Linked DNA regions of Mus musculus: region 1 is linked to region 2. Evidence: chromatin contacts called from public promoter capture Hi-C data. All regions are on one chromosome and are shown on one strand. Each heading gives the region's core, a stretch centred on a gene start, on an enhancer-like site or on the middle of the called end of the contact. The rest is flanking DNA. Distances are from core to core; before and after follow the strand shown. Region 1 holds the start of Pnrc2 (proline-rich nuclear receptor coactivator 2). Region 2 holds the start of Gpn2 (GPN-loop GTPase 2).

Evidence for each region. Promoter capture Hi-C pulls out the DNA fragments that hold promoters and counts their contacts.
Region 1: a contact with region 2 is called in a promoter capture Hi-C map of pre-B cells, with 4 times the contacts expected there. The contact joins the promoter of Pnrc2 here to the promoter of Gpn2 in region 2. A contact is called at or near these places in 2 of 39 promoter capture datasets (liver and pre-B cells).

Annotation. Positions count from the first base shown.
Region 1 is chr4:135,869,771-135,875,560 of GRCm38.p6, reverse strand. Pnrc2 (proline-rich nuclear receptor coactivator 2) reads left to right here and starts at 1,715. Exons shown (of 3, transcript NM_026383.3): 1 at 1,715-1,887; 2 at 2,462-2,666; 3 at 3,107-4,635. The coding sequence starts at 3,125. The coding sequence ends at 3,547. It also overlaps a transcript of Srsf10 not described here.
Region 2 is chr4:133,580,021-133,585,717 of GRCm38.p6, reverse strand. It overlaps Gpn2 (GPN-loop GTPase 2), which reads right to left and starts at 1,345. Exons shown (of 5, transcript NM_133884.2): 1 at 849-1,345. The coding sequence starts at 1,259. It overlaps Gpatch3 (G patch domain containing 3), which reads right to left. Exons shown (of 7, transcript NM_172876.2): 4 at 5,008-5,067; 5 at 3,125-3,246; 6 at 2,609-2,736; 7 at 1,476-2,099. The coding sequence ends at 1,886.

The sequences.
Region 1 (5,790 bases), core at 466-2,965, 2.3 Mb before region 2:
CCTTCTCTCACAAATAGGAAAGGGCTTTCCCTTCTTTTGGATCCAGATGAGGTTTCTTTTTTTCTTTCTTTCCCAAAGCAGGCACTAGATAAGTGTGGGCAAGATGAATGCTTTAAATTAAATATCCACTGGCTATGGTGGCGGATGCTGTTAGTGCCAGGACTAGGGAGGAAGAGGAAGGCCTCTCTGTAAGGGCTTACGGTTAGTGCCAGGACTAGAGAGGAAGAGGCAGGCCTCTCTGTAAGGGCTTACGGAGGACCTGTCACCCTCTTTTGGCCTCCCAGGACACTGCAAGCATGCGATGCACAAACCAAACAAAATCAGACAGGCAGACGGTGATATTTCGAAGAAGGAATTCTTTTTTACACATGGTCCAGAGTTTGGAGCTCTTGTGGACTGGTAGCTATTAATGAGCTAGAGACAGTGCTAAGACATGGTGAATGCCGGAACCATGCTCTCCCAAAGGGCAGCCTGACGCTGACCTTGTAGGAGAGAGCAGGCTCAGCCAGGTGGCAGGACACAGGCAGGCTTCATGGCACCCAAGCTTTCCGACAATGTGGGTAATGGTGTCCTCTATGTCAAGCACCTTTTAGGCACAGAGAAGAAGGGCACATGAGCCCAGGCTCTTGAAACTCACTGTAGCATTATGCTTTGAAGTGTGGCACCACTGAGATGTCCTGAATCCAAGAACACTGGAAATCAGAATAGCACCTTGCCCTTAAAATTGCTGAGACTGGAATGAGATGACATAAGCAAAAGTCTAGCATGAGGTAGGGAGCAGATAAAACACCCTAGATGCATTTGGACAGGCTTGCAGAATTCTGGACCAACTTAATTCTGGACAGCAATGGCTATATAGATAGATGTGTGAGTGTGTGTGTCTTATTTGCATCACAATTTGGAGCCAATGAAACGTTTTTGTTTTGCTGAGATGGGGGTTTTGCTATGTACTCCAAACTGACCTCAAAACTGAGAAGCTGTGATTACAGGCCTGAATGAGGCAAGACACCTGGCACATTTACCCCCAGAATTATTCACTGAAATTGGTGTTCACCCTTGAAATGTTGACTCTAGGATACACGTTTTTCTTTTTCTCTTAAACAAAAGATATCTCTCCTTTCTTTCCCGAACCTTGCTGTCATTCTTGAGCGGTATATTTCTTTTCTCTAGTTTTCCCACTTTCGAAACAAGACCAAAAAATGTGTAGGGATCCAGCAAGTGCTGTGTATAGAAAAAGCAGGCCCTGATAGTAGTGACAGTCTCAGGTACCGAGAAAAAAGTGAAGCTAGATCAGAGGAGACATAAAAAAGGAAGGTGGTCATGTGCAGAAATAGTTGCCGGGCTCTGGGTGGGGTGAATATGACCCACGGCAGCTCTGGGGCTGGCCCAGTGACCGCAGGACAGAAAGGGCCAGGAACAAAGACGGGCGCCGCGCAGAGGTCTGGTCACGGAAGTAAAGTACGGGCCCCGCTGCCAGAGGCCAGCAGAAGAGCAGCTGCCCTCCGCCAGCCGGGGAAAGTCCAGCAGCGCGGCTCCCGAAGCGGGCCAGTTATTCCCGACATGCTCCTCCCGCAGGATTTCAAACCATGACAACAGCCACCCCGCACTCCCCCCCCCCCCCGCGTGCCCCAGCAACAGGCGGTGGCTGGCGTCTCATTGGCCGCGGGACGCGCTGCCGCGTCCTCATTGGCTGCACAGTCTCCGGTCCTCTTCCGCGCTTGCAGCGGCCTCCATTTTGTCGGGAAAGGCAGTAGGAGGTTGGTCCCCAGACGGAGTTGTGATCCGTGACTCGTTCGTGGGCTGTTAGATCCGTGCATCGTTTCTCCCTGTAGAGGGAAGGAGGCTTGGAGGTCGAGAGGGAGCCGCCGCCGCCGCCGCTCGAAGTCGGTGAGTGTGGCGGGGGCGGCCATGTTGGCCATCGCGGGCACCATTGTTGGGCCTGGCTGAAGAGGAAGTGAGGCCGGTCGGGTGCGACCGACTCCCTGGGAGCGGAGCCGCGGGCTGAGGCTGCGAGCTTGCAGGTTCACTGTGCGGGTGACTGCGAGTGCGGGCCTTCTGACTTACAAAGTCGGAGGCTTCTCAGCCTTGTGAGGGTGTTTGCTAATTAGAACAGAGAAACCTTTCCCCTTAGAGGCGTGATCTTTAGGAATGTAAGGTTATTATGGTTTGTGAAAAATTATGGCACCCGTTACCGGAGTCATAGGCGAAATCACGATGCGCGCTGTTGGGAACAGAACCTTGATGTGGAAATGGCTGTGCGGGTCCTAGTTTCACTTTAAAACGGGTAAGAGTTGCAGGTAAGCCCCCAAGAGTTGTAAGCTGATATTTATGAGGTCAAAGAAAGTCGTGGTCTCATACATCATCTATGAAGCTTTGAGGAAGCAGCGACAGCCATTTCTGTAGAATGTCTAAAAGATCACTTTTTGGGGTTATTTTCAAGTAATTCTCTTTCCTTTTCTAGCTAGGACTTCTCTCAAACTTGTGTGCTGAGGAGACTCGATGTGGACCTCAGCTCCTAGGCTGAAATCAGCAGACTGGCTCATGAAAACTTGTGTACTGAGACAAAGGAAAGGATCTAGCAGAAAGCAACGTCTCTTATCCTGGGCTTGGCAGCAAGGAAGAGGACAAGTAGTGGAAATCCTTCAATCTGAAAAGCAAACTGAAAGGTATAAAGATTCCCATCACAGTGGGGCCAATTATCTTAGGAGTGAAGCAATTCTAAACTATTAAGGTCAGCGGCCATGCATGGCGATGCTGCAGTATTATGTGCCTGTAATTCCAGCACTCCAGAGTTTGGGGCAAGACTGCTTAAAGTTGGAGGCCAGTCTGGTATAGGAGACCCCACCAGCCACGGGTGGCTTTCGGTGTGTGGGGTTATTTCTTTTAGCTTGTACAAAGAATGAAAGAAGAGCTTGCTTTAATTTTTTTCTTCTTTCAATTTCACAAACTGGTATCTAGCTCACGACTTTAGTTTTTTGAGGTAGATGGTTTTGAAGTCGAGCCTAATGCCATCTTGTCATATTTTCTTCAACACTTCTAGAACTGGAACTATGGAAACATCACAAGGAACATGTGGAATTTATTGTTTACATGTATTTACTTACAGGTGACAAAGAAGCTGAAGATGGGTGGCGGAGAGAGGTATAACATTCCAGACCCTCAATCTAGAAATGCTAGTAAGAACCAAGAACAGCAAAATAGACAGAAGAGCAAGGATCAGAATTCTTCCCAGACGAAGATTGCTCATAAGAAAAAGGAACGAGGACATGGGTACAATCCAGCAGCAGCAGCATGGCAGGCCATGCAAAATGGGGGAAAGACCAAGAGCCTTTCTAACAACTCCAACTGGAATGCTGGTTTATCAAGTCCTAGCTTGCTTTTTAAGTCTCAAGCTAGTCAGAACTATGCTGGAGCCAAATTTAGTGAACCACCATCACCAAGTGTTCTCCCCAAGCCACCAAGCCACTGGGTTCATGTTTCCTTGAACCCTTCAGATAAGGAAACGATGACATTTCAACTTAAAACCTTACTTAAGGTACAGGTATAAAGTTAGTAGGTGTTAACTTTAAATTGTGACGCTTACACATGACATCTGATTTATGTGCTGTACACACTATACAGTGTCGATGCAATTTCAACAATTTAAGTGACTAATTGATTCTACTTGGTAAATTCAAGTTTAGATCTGGGAAATAGTAACCTTAACTTTTTTATTGTTTGATGGGAAAAATTAAGATTTATGGGTTAACACACAACTTCTGAAGAAGTCAGACAGTGCATTTAGCATATACAAGGTTGCACAGTTCAGTTTCATGGTCTAGGGTCATCCAAACTATCTTGGGCATTTTTCAAAAGATAGCGGCGCAGCACATGTCCCAGTGGTCATTTCTTAAATGCAGTGGATAAGTACCCAGAGATGTACCAAGTCTATTCTAAAAACAGACAGTGCTGACTAGCACCCCACAAAGCTGCTAAAGTGATCCTGGCCTCACCTATATACAAAGCCTGTTTGAAGTAGGGAGTTGTGTTTGTGACATTTAAAGTCATGTAAATACATGTAATAAGCTTGTAACATATGTAATGTTTTCTTAGCCTTTATTCTACAAAAATAAGACTATTTTTAGTGTGAATTTGATGAATGTAAGACCATGAACTGTTTTTTTTTTAAAAATCTTATGGCCTAATTTTGAAGGTCTCCAATTTTTAAAGGTTGCCCTTGTGCTTAAGTGCCAGAGTGAATCAATGTAACTGATGTGTGAAATCTGTTGTATTAAGTTTTTATAATTGAAAAGATTTAAGCTACATTTCCTGTTTTTTTTTAAAGAGATATAAAGATGTAGGACAAAACTTCCTCCCCAACCATCTTAAACCCAAAGACTCATTTTGGCTTTATCAACCCTAAGTCACCCCTGCCTGATTATGTGCAACCCCTCATTTTCATTGGCAAAGGGAAAAAGTCTCTTGTGTTATTAAACCCAGTAACAATTACTTCTCAATCTTTATGAGCAGAAGAGCTAAATTGTGTTTTCTCAATTAAGTTCAGAGCAAGAGTTCAAGTCAAACATTGAGTATCCTAAAGGACAAGTTCACAAAACTATAATCTGACTGAAAAATAAAATTCATAAATAAACCTTTCCTCCCTAGTACATTCTTTTTATGTAAGTGATTTATGATTGTCTACTTGGGATGACTGTGATGCTACTATGCTGTTTGACACAGGTCTCTCTAGCTTGAACGCTGAGATTGACAGTGTGCACAGCCCTGCCCAGCTGAACTATGCTTCCTCTGTGCTGATGGGGAATTTAAACATTTTATTTATGACTATTCAAACTACCGAAAATCCTTGTATGTAGGCAGATATGAGTTACAGAACAGCAAGTGCTTTACCTGGTCTCAAAACCAAAAGTGTAATTAGCTTTTGCTTATTTGCTTAAACAATCCCACCTGCAGAGGATGGATTATCCCTGGTGTGATTCAGTGGAACAACTAACAAAGTCTTTTTGTGCCTCTGCCTATACTTTTGTTTTTTTATGTATGCATTAGAATGCAGCAATATGCCCAGATCTCTAATTTGGACTAAGATGTGTGCTGATTGCATAAACACTTCAATAGACACTAATAAAACATAGCTGTAAGTTCATTCAGGAGGCACAAATAGCAAAAAAAAAAAAAAAAAAAAAAAAAAAAAAAAAAAAAGGCAGCCAGGAGGGCTATTTACAGAGAAAGCCTGCCTTTGAGGGAGGGTGGGTGGGTGGGTGGGTGGGTGGGTGGGTGGGTGGGTGGGTGGGTGGGTGGGTGGGTGTGTGTGTGTGTGTGTGTGTGTGTGTGTGTGTGTGTGTGTGTGTGTGTGTGTGTGTACTCCTGCAGCCTTCAGTAAGTATGGCAGAATCCACCAGTTGGTTGCCGAAGGCAGCCATACAGTGTTCACTTCCTATGTATTTTGGTGGCAGTGTGTAGTATGATAGACTGACTTTACCTTAAATCTATTAATCCATTTTCAAATGGCTCTAAATTATGCAACTTCCCCCCCCCCCCCATATTTTCATAGGCAATGTTCTAAATCAAGTAATACATCTCTAAAACCTCAGAGACAAGTATCTGCTTGGGTAGTTATACCTGTAAGGTACAACAAAGTCTACAGAAAAACCAAGATTTTTTTTTTTAAAGCTCCTAGACCAGTTTATTTTACTCTCCAACAAAGAAATGTGATCTGCAAAAACAAAACCTGGATTACAAAAGCCTTTTACTTCTTTACAAACTACTGTTACTAATAAAAATTTACATGCCTCA
Region 2 (5,697 bases), core at 96-2,595:
TTCCTTCCTTAGTACTGTTTTATTCCTTCCTTAGTACTGTTCTATTCCTTCCTTAGTACTGTTCTATTTCCTGTTCATGTGCCTGCTTGAGACAGGGCTTGATGGCCCAGAACTCTTTCTGCCTCCACACCACATTGCTGGGGTTACAGGCCTGAGATATTTTCCTGCCTCTTGTTCTTAATTTTTTTTTTCCAAGACAGGGTTTCTCCGTGTAGTCCTGGCTGTCCTAGAACTCACTCTGTAGACCAGGCTGGCCTCGAACTCAGAAATCAGCCTGCCTCTGCCTCCCAAATGCTGGGATTAAAGGCGTGCACCACCACCGCCAGGCAACTTAATTTAAATTTAATAACATCATGTCCTCCTCCAAGAAGATAGGGGGCAATTTTACCATTTTGTCCTTCCTACTATTCTGGGGACCAAACCCAGGGACTGTGGCCTCTGCTTGTTAGACAAGTTCTCTACCACTGAGCTAATCTCCAACACCTCTTCCAAGGTCTCTTGCACAGTTCCTGCAGTGGACAAAGGGTTCAAATCACACTGCACCTACCTCTCTACTCTTTCATCACACTTCTGAACACCAACTAACCAATCACTAAGCCACTTTCTGTGTAGTCACTTCCACTGTTTTTAAAATTGGGAACTGTCACATTCATTTTAGAGATGACAAAACTGAGTGAAAGGACTTTCCAAGACCATGAAATGAGTTGGGGCCGAGCTAAAATTCTATCTCAGAGGCTTTAGTTCTGCTTCAAACTTAACTCAGCCGCTATCTCCCAATGTAACTTGGGGGCGTGGCACCTATCCGCCTCCCGGTCTCAGGGATTCCTTCTGCCCGACCCGAGACACACCCTGAGGTCCCACTGGGCCATTTGGGAGAAGATGCTGCGTAGGGCGGTGTGGTGCGTGCAGAGCTCCACCTGGCCGGGGCAGTCGAAGAGAAAGTAGTGGCCTCGCAGGGGCTCCAGCTTGGCGCGCAGCCAGTCCAGGTTGGCTTCCAGGTACTCCATGCAGTAGAGCAGGCCACCGTTGGGCCCCAGGCGCAGCGCGTCCATCACGTCGCCCAGCCCCACCAGCTCGCCCACGTCCACCGCACACTCGTAAGGCAGTCCGTCGTTAGCGGGGTCCAGGTTCACCACCGCCACGCGCCGCCCCAGAGCGCGCAGGAACTCACTCATGCCCAGGCAGTACGTGGTCTTCCCCGAGCCCGGGGGCCCGATCACTGCCTGCCCGAAGGCCGTAGTCGGGGCGGCCCCCGCCATGGGTGGAGCTGGCAGCCCACGGGCGCCTCACCAAGTAAACTCAAGCAGAAAAACGAACAAACTACCCGGCAAGGAAGGGAAAAGTTCCGACTTCCGGATTCCGCCGGAACTTGTCTGGAGAGGAAGTCCCACCCACACGGCCACGGCATAGGCTGTGGTCACGCAACCGCACACCTCCGGTTTTAAGATTTCCCCAGGCTTCACTAAGGCAGATCTCCATGCCGGGTAAACTGGTTTATTCTCGCACCGATCCGTCTCTAGGCAGAGGGTAGACGTGGTAAGGGACCGCGACGCTCTCTGGATCAATTCTCTGGTCCCCTTTCCCAGCTTCACGGAGCTCTTCAGACAACCCTCAAACCCGACTGGACGGTGCCACAGGCAGTCCAGATCTTCACTGTTCTGGGCAAACCCAAACAAGCACTAGGGCCTGGAGACCAAGGGAAGGCCTTTAGGCACAAACACCCCAGGAGACGGAGGGGCTTTTGGTGATATCATCTTTGAGGTAGAGAAACTGGGCATGCTCAGGGCTGCTCCCAGGCTCTGGGCTGCTTCTCAGGTCCACAGGGCAAGATCCAGGCAGAGGGCTAAGTCCCTGCCGCAGAGTGATCCTGACCAAGGACATAGGCTCACTCGGGCTCAGGTCTGTCCAAGGCACAGCTAGAACCCTTCACAAAAGTCATATCTGTCCGAAACTTCATGCTGGTGGGTGGCTGGCGCCGGAGCAAGGTCTCCCCCTGGTCTTGGGGCAGAGGCTCATCATAGATGGTGGAAATGAGCCCCAAGCCAGTTCGACGGGGCCTCTTCAGTTGCCTAAATGGCTGTAACTTCTCTCCATGGTATCTGGATAAAACAGAGCTCTTGGTGAGAAGGCTGCTCTCTTCAAAGCCCAGTAAAGAGGTTAGCAAGAGACAGGAAGTAATTACTACATATCTGGTTTGTTCTATCAGAGCGGTCTCATGCTCATAGCACAAGAACCCGGGGCAAGGACACACTCACTCCTGAGCCACACCTCCAGCACCAAAGACAAAGCATTGTCTCCAAATTCTGCTCTCCAGCCTCTGGAGAGGAGTGTCAACTATCAGGGACCTGGGAATTTTCATTTCCACAACAGACTCCCTTATGAAGCCAAAACCCAGACTTGAGGAAATGACTTCCCTGAGGGCCCCGTGATCCTTTAAGTTGTAGGATTGGGTTTAAAATGAAAATAAGGACAGTGTCATCTATTTCTACACCTGCTGTGAAGCTGTTCATTTAGAGGGGCCCACACCCACCTCAAAACAATGGCAAGAGGGAAAGCAGACAGCAGCACAGCTGGACAATGGCCTAGGGAGCCCCTCAGGTGCACTCACCCCAAGCCGCGCTTGCATCTAGGATGCTGGCCATCTCCATCCAGGGCCTCAGGCACCCCGGAGCACCTGCTGCCCAGGCCCTGGCCTTCAGCCCAGCCCTGGCGCTCCATCACCTTCCGGCCGATGCCCTGCAAAGGAAGAAGCGAGAGTCCAGAGAAAGAAGTGGCTCAAGTGTGGCAGGGGTGCAGGCTCCATCACTTGGGAGATGGAGCAGAGATTTAAGTTCGAGGTCAGGCTGGGCTACATATGAGACCCTGCCTCAAAGGATGTAAGAAGAAGAGGGAATGGTTGGGAGGCAAAGGCAGGCGGATTTCTGAGTTCAAGGCCAGCCTAGTCTACAAAGTGACTTCCAGGACAGCCAGGGCTACACAGAGAAACCCTGTCTCGAAAAACCGGAAAAAAAAAAAAAGGAATGAAGGGAAGGGAAGGAAAGAAGAAGGGAGAGTGGGCATGCTCCTTGGAGCAGGAGGAATGGAGGAAGAGGGAATGGCATTGTGGTTAACCACACTCACTTACCTTGGTGTGGCGCTCAAAGGTGCCGACTTGGCCACCTAGCACAGAGCCATCTTCCTGACCCTCACGGAGTCTCCGTTCCAGGCGCATTTGGACAGAGTCACGGGCATCCTTGTCTCCTCCATCTGCAGGAACACAACCCATTCTGTAAAAGAGTCCCTGTCCCCGGGAGGATGAGATGCTGGGGTCCCCTCACAAGATCTCTGACTCATGTTCACAATGTCCTGTAAAATGTTTTACGAGCTTGGGAGCCCAACAGGAACAGGAACCTTGGCTCTCTTCTTCCAGATGAGGCAGGGTGCAGACATCAAAGAATGGCAGAGATAAAACCAGAAGCCAGGTTACTGGGAACCAGAGAGATGGTCCAGCAGTCAGTGTACTGATCCTCTACAGGACCTGGGTTCACTTCCCAGCATGCCCATGGCAGCTCACAACTGTCTGTAACACCAGTTCCAGGGGATCTGATGCCCTCTTCTGCACTCCAAGGGCACCAGCACATGGTATACTTACATGCAGGTAAAACACATATTTGTCTAAGACAAAAATAATCAGTCTCAGCTGGACATGGTGGTGGCGCACACCTTTAAATCCCAGCACTTGAGGGGGAGAGACAGGTGAATTTCTAAGTTCAAGGCCAGTCTGGTTTACAGAGTGAGTTCCAGGACAGCCAGAGCTACATAGTAAGACCTGACTCAAACAAACAAAAAACATTAAAAAAAAAGTCCTTATCTAGAAAAATGGCAAGGAATCACGGCATAAATCTTAAACACTGGCATTCGGGAGGCAGGAGGAGGAGGATGGATGTTGGTGACTTTGAGGTCGTCTGCTCTACATAGCAAGTTCTTGGAAGCCAATGCTACACAATGTCTTAAAAATCAAAACAAAATAAAAAACAAAAATAAAACAAAAATCCCAGTTTGTTTCTCACTTCAGAATTATGAGTTGACCAAAAGCCAAGCTTCTAAGTACTTAGCCTATTCACCCGGAACCCACCGAGGGGTGTTCCCACAGAGAGGATCAAGGGTCTGCCGACCACCAGCACTTCAACCCAGCTACAGATAGCGAGTGCTCTCAGGTGGAGGTGGTGAGTGCAGTCAGCCTCTTTCTCCAGGCTCTGCGCCTGCAGAGCCAAGCAGTTTAAAACTACTCAGAAAACAACTGCATCCGCACCACCACGCAAGACCCCTCACCCAGCATTACTCCTAAGGACAATTCCTGAGCATCCATCATTTAGGAAACAGCCACAGTTAGTTTGTTGGTTCCTTCTGAGCCAGGACCGCATTGTAGCCCAGGATGGCCTCAAACCAGCAGCAACCTTCACATCTCACTTCCCCAGTGTAGGGATCTCCTGCACTGTACATTACACCACCATAGCTGGTAATAACTTTTTTCCTGGTGCTGGAATTGAACCCAGGGCCTCACACGGCCTAGGAAAGTACCAGTGAGCTGTAGGCCCAGCCCATGATGACTTTATTTGTTTCTGTTTTTCTTTTTAAAGACAGGGTTTCTTTGTGTAGCCCTAGATGCCTTGGAACTCACTTTCTAAACCAGGCTGGTCTCACACGCACAAAGACCGGCCTATCTCTGCCAGGGTTACCTGTGTTCACCACCACTGCCTGGCAATTATTCTTTTTGAGAGAGATTATTTTAAGTATGCGTAAGGATGTGTGTAGGCCTAAGCAAATGTTATCCCACCGTGTAAGAAAGCTTCTGCCGCAGGTTTTGTGTCCATGGGGGTTGTAGAACCATCTCCCTTGGGCACACTGAGAATGAGTGTACAGTAGTTTGCCCCTGGTCCCCCAACTTGGCCTCTGACAAGCAGGTGTGGCTAGTGTACAGGACTAGGGCACAAGATCGTCCCGGGACTGCCACCCCTCGCTCAGTACCTCTGTCGTAGTAGACGCTCATGTCCACGTCCCAGTCATCAGCTGTCTGCTCATCAAAATCTACAGGGACGAAAGCAACGGGAGGCACGGGTTAGCGACTCAGAGTTCTTTGGTCCTTGGACTAGGATCAGTCCCAGGACCTTGCACAAACTTAAGTGCTCTACCTCCAAACTCTATGTCCCACCCCAATGACTCCCAGATGTGTTTCAAGCTAAATCTAAAGTTAGACAAATATTCCCGATTCTAGTCCACCAATTCCTCATTCCAAAATGGGAAAAGCAGCCTGCATTTAGATAGGAGGGAAGCCATTTCCTAGATTTATTTTTATTAGGTTGTCAGGAAATCCACCATGTGGAGCAGAGACCCCCAACCTTGGCTTGCCAACCTCTGCCTGGGCTCCAACCTAACGGTCTGGGTCCTAAACATCCCCACAGACCCACGTGTTAAAGGCTTAGTCCAGTGGGAAGTAACGGGAGCTTTCAGAGGTGGAGCTTCATTCATGCCCTCCAAAAGGAATGTGAGACCCAAGTTTCTTCTTCCTTCGCTCGCTCTCCTTTGCACCCCAGCCATGAGGTGAACAGGCTTCCTTGCATCACAGGCTCCAATTATAACGTGCAGCTTCACCACAGGCAGGAGAGCCGGCTGCCATGCTTCAGACCTCTAAACTGAGCCAACCCTTTTCTCTTTAGG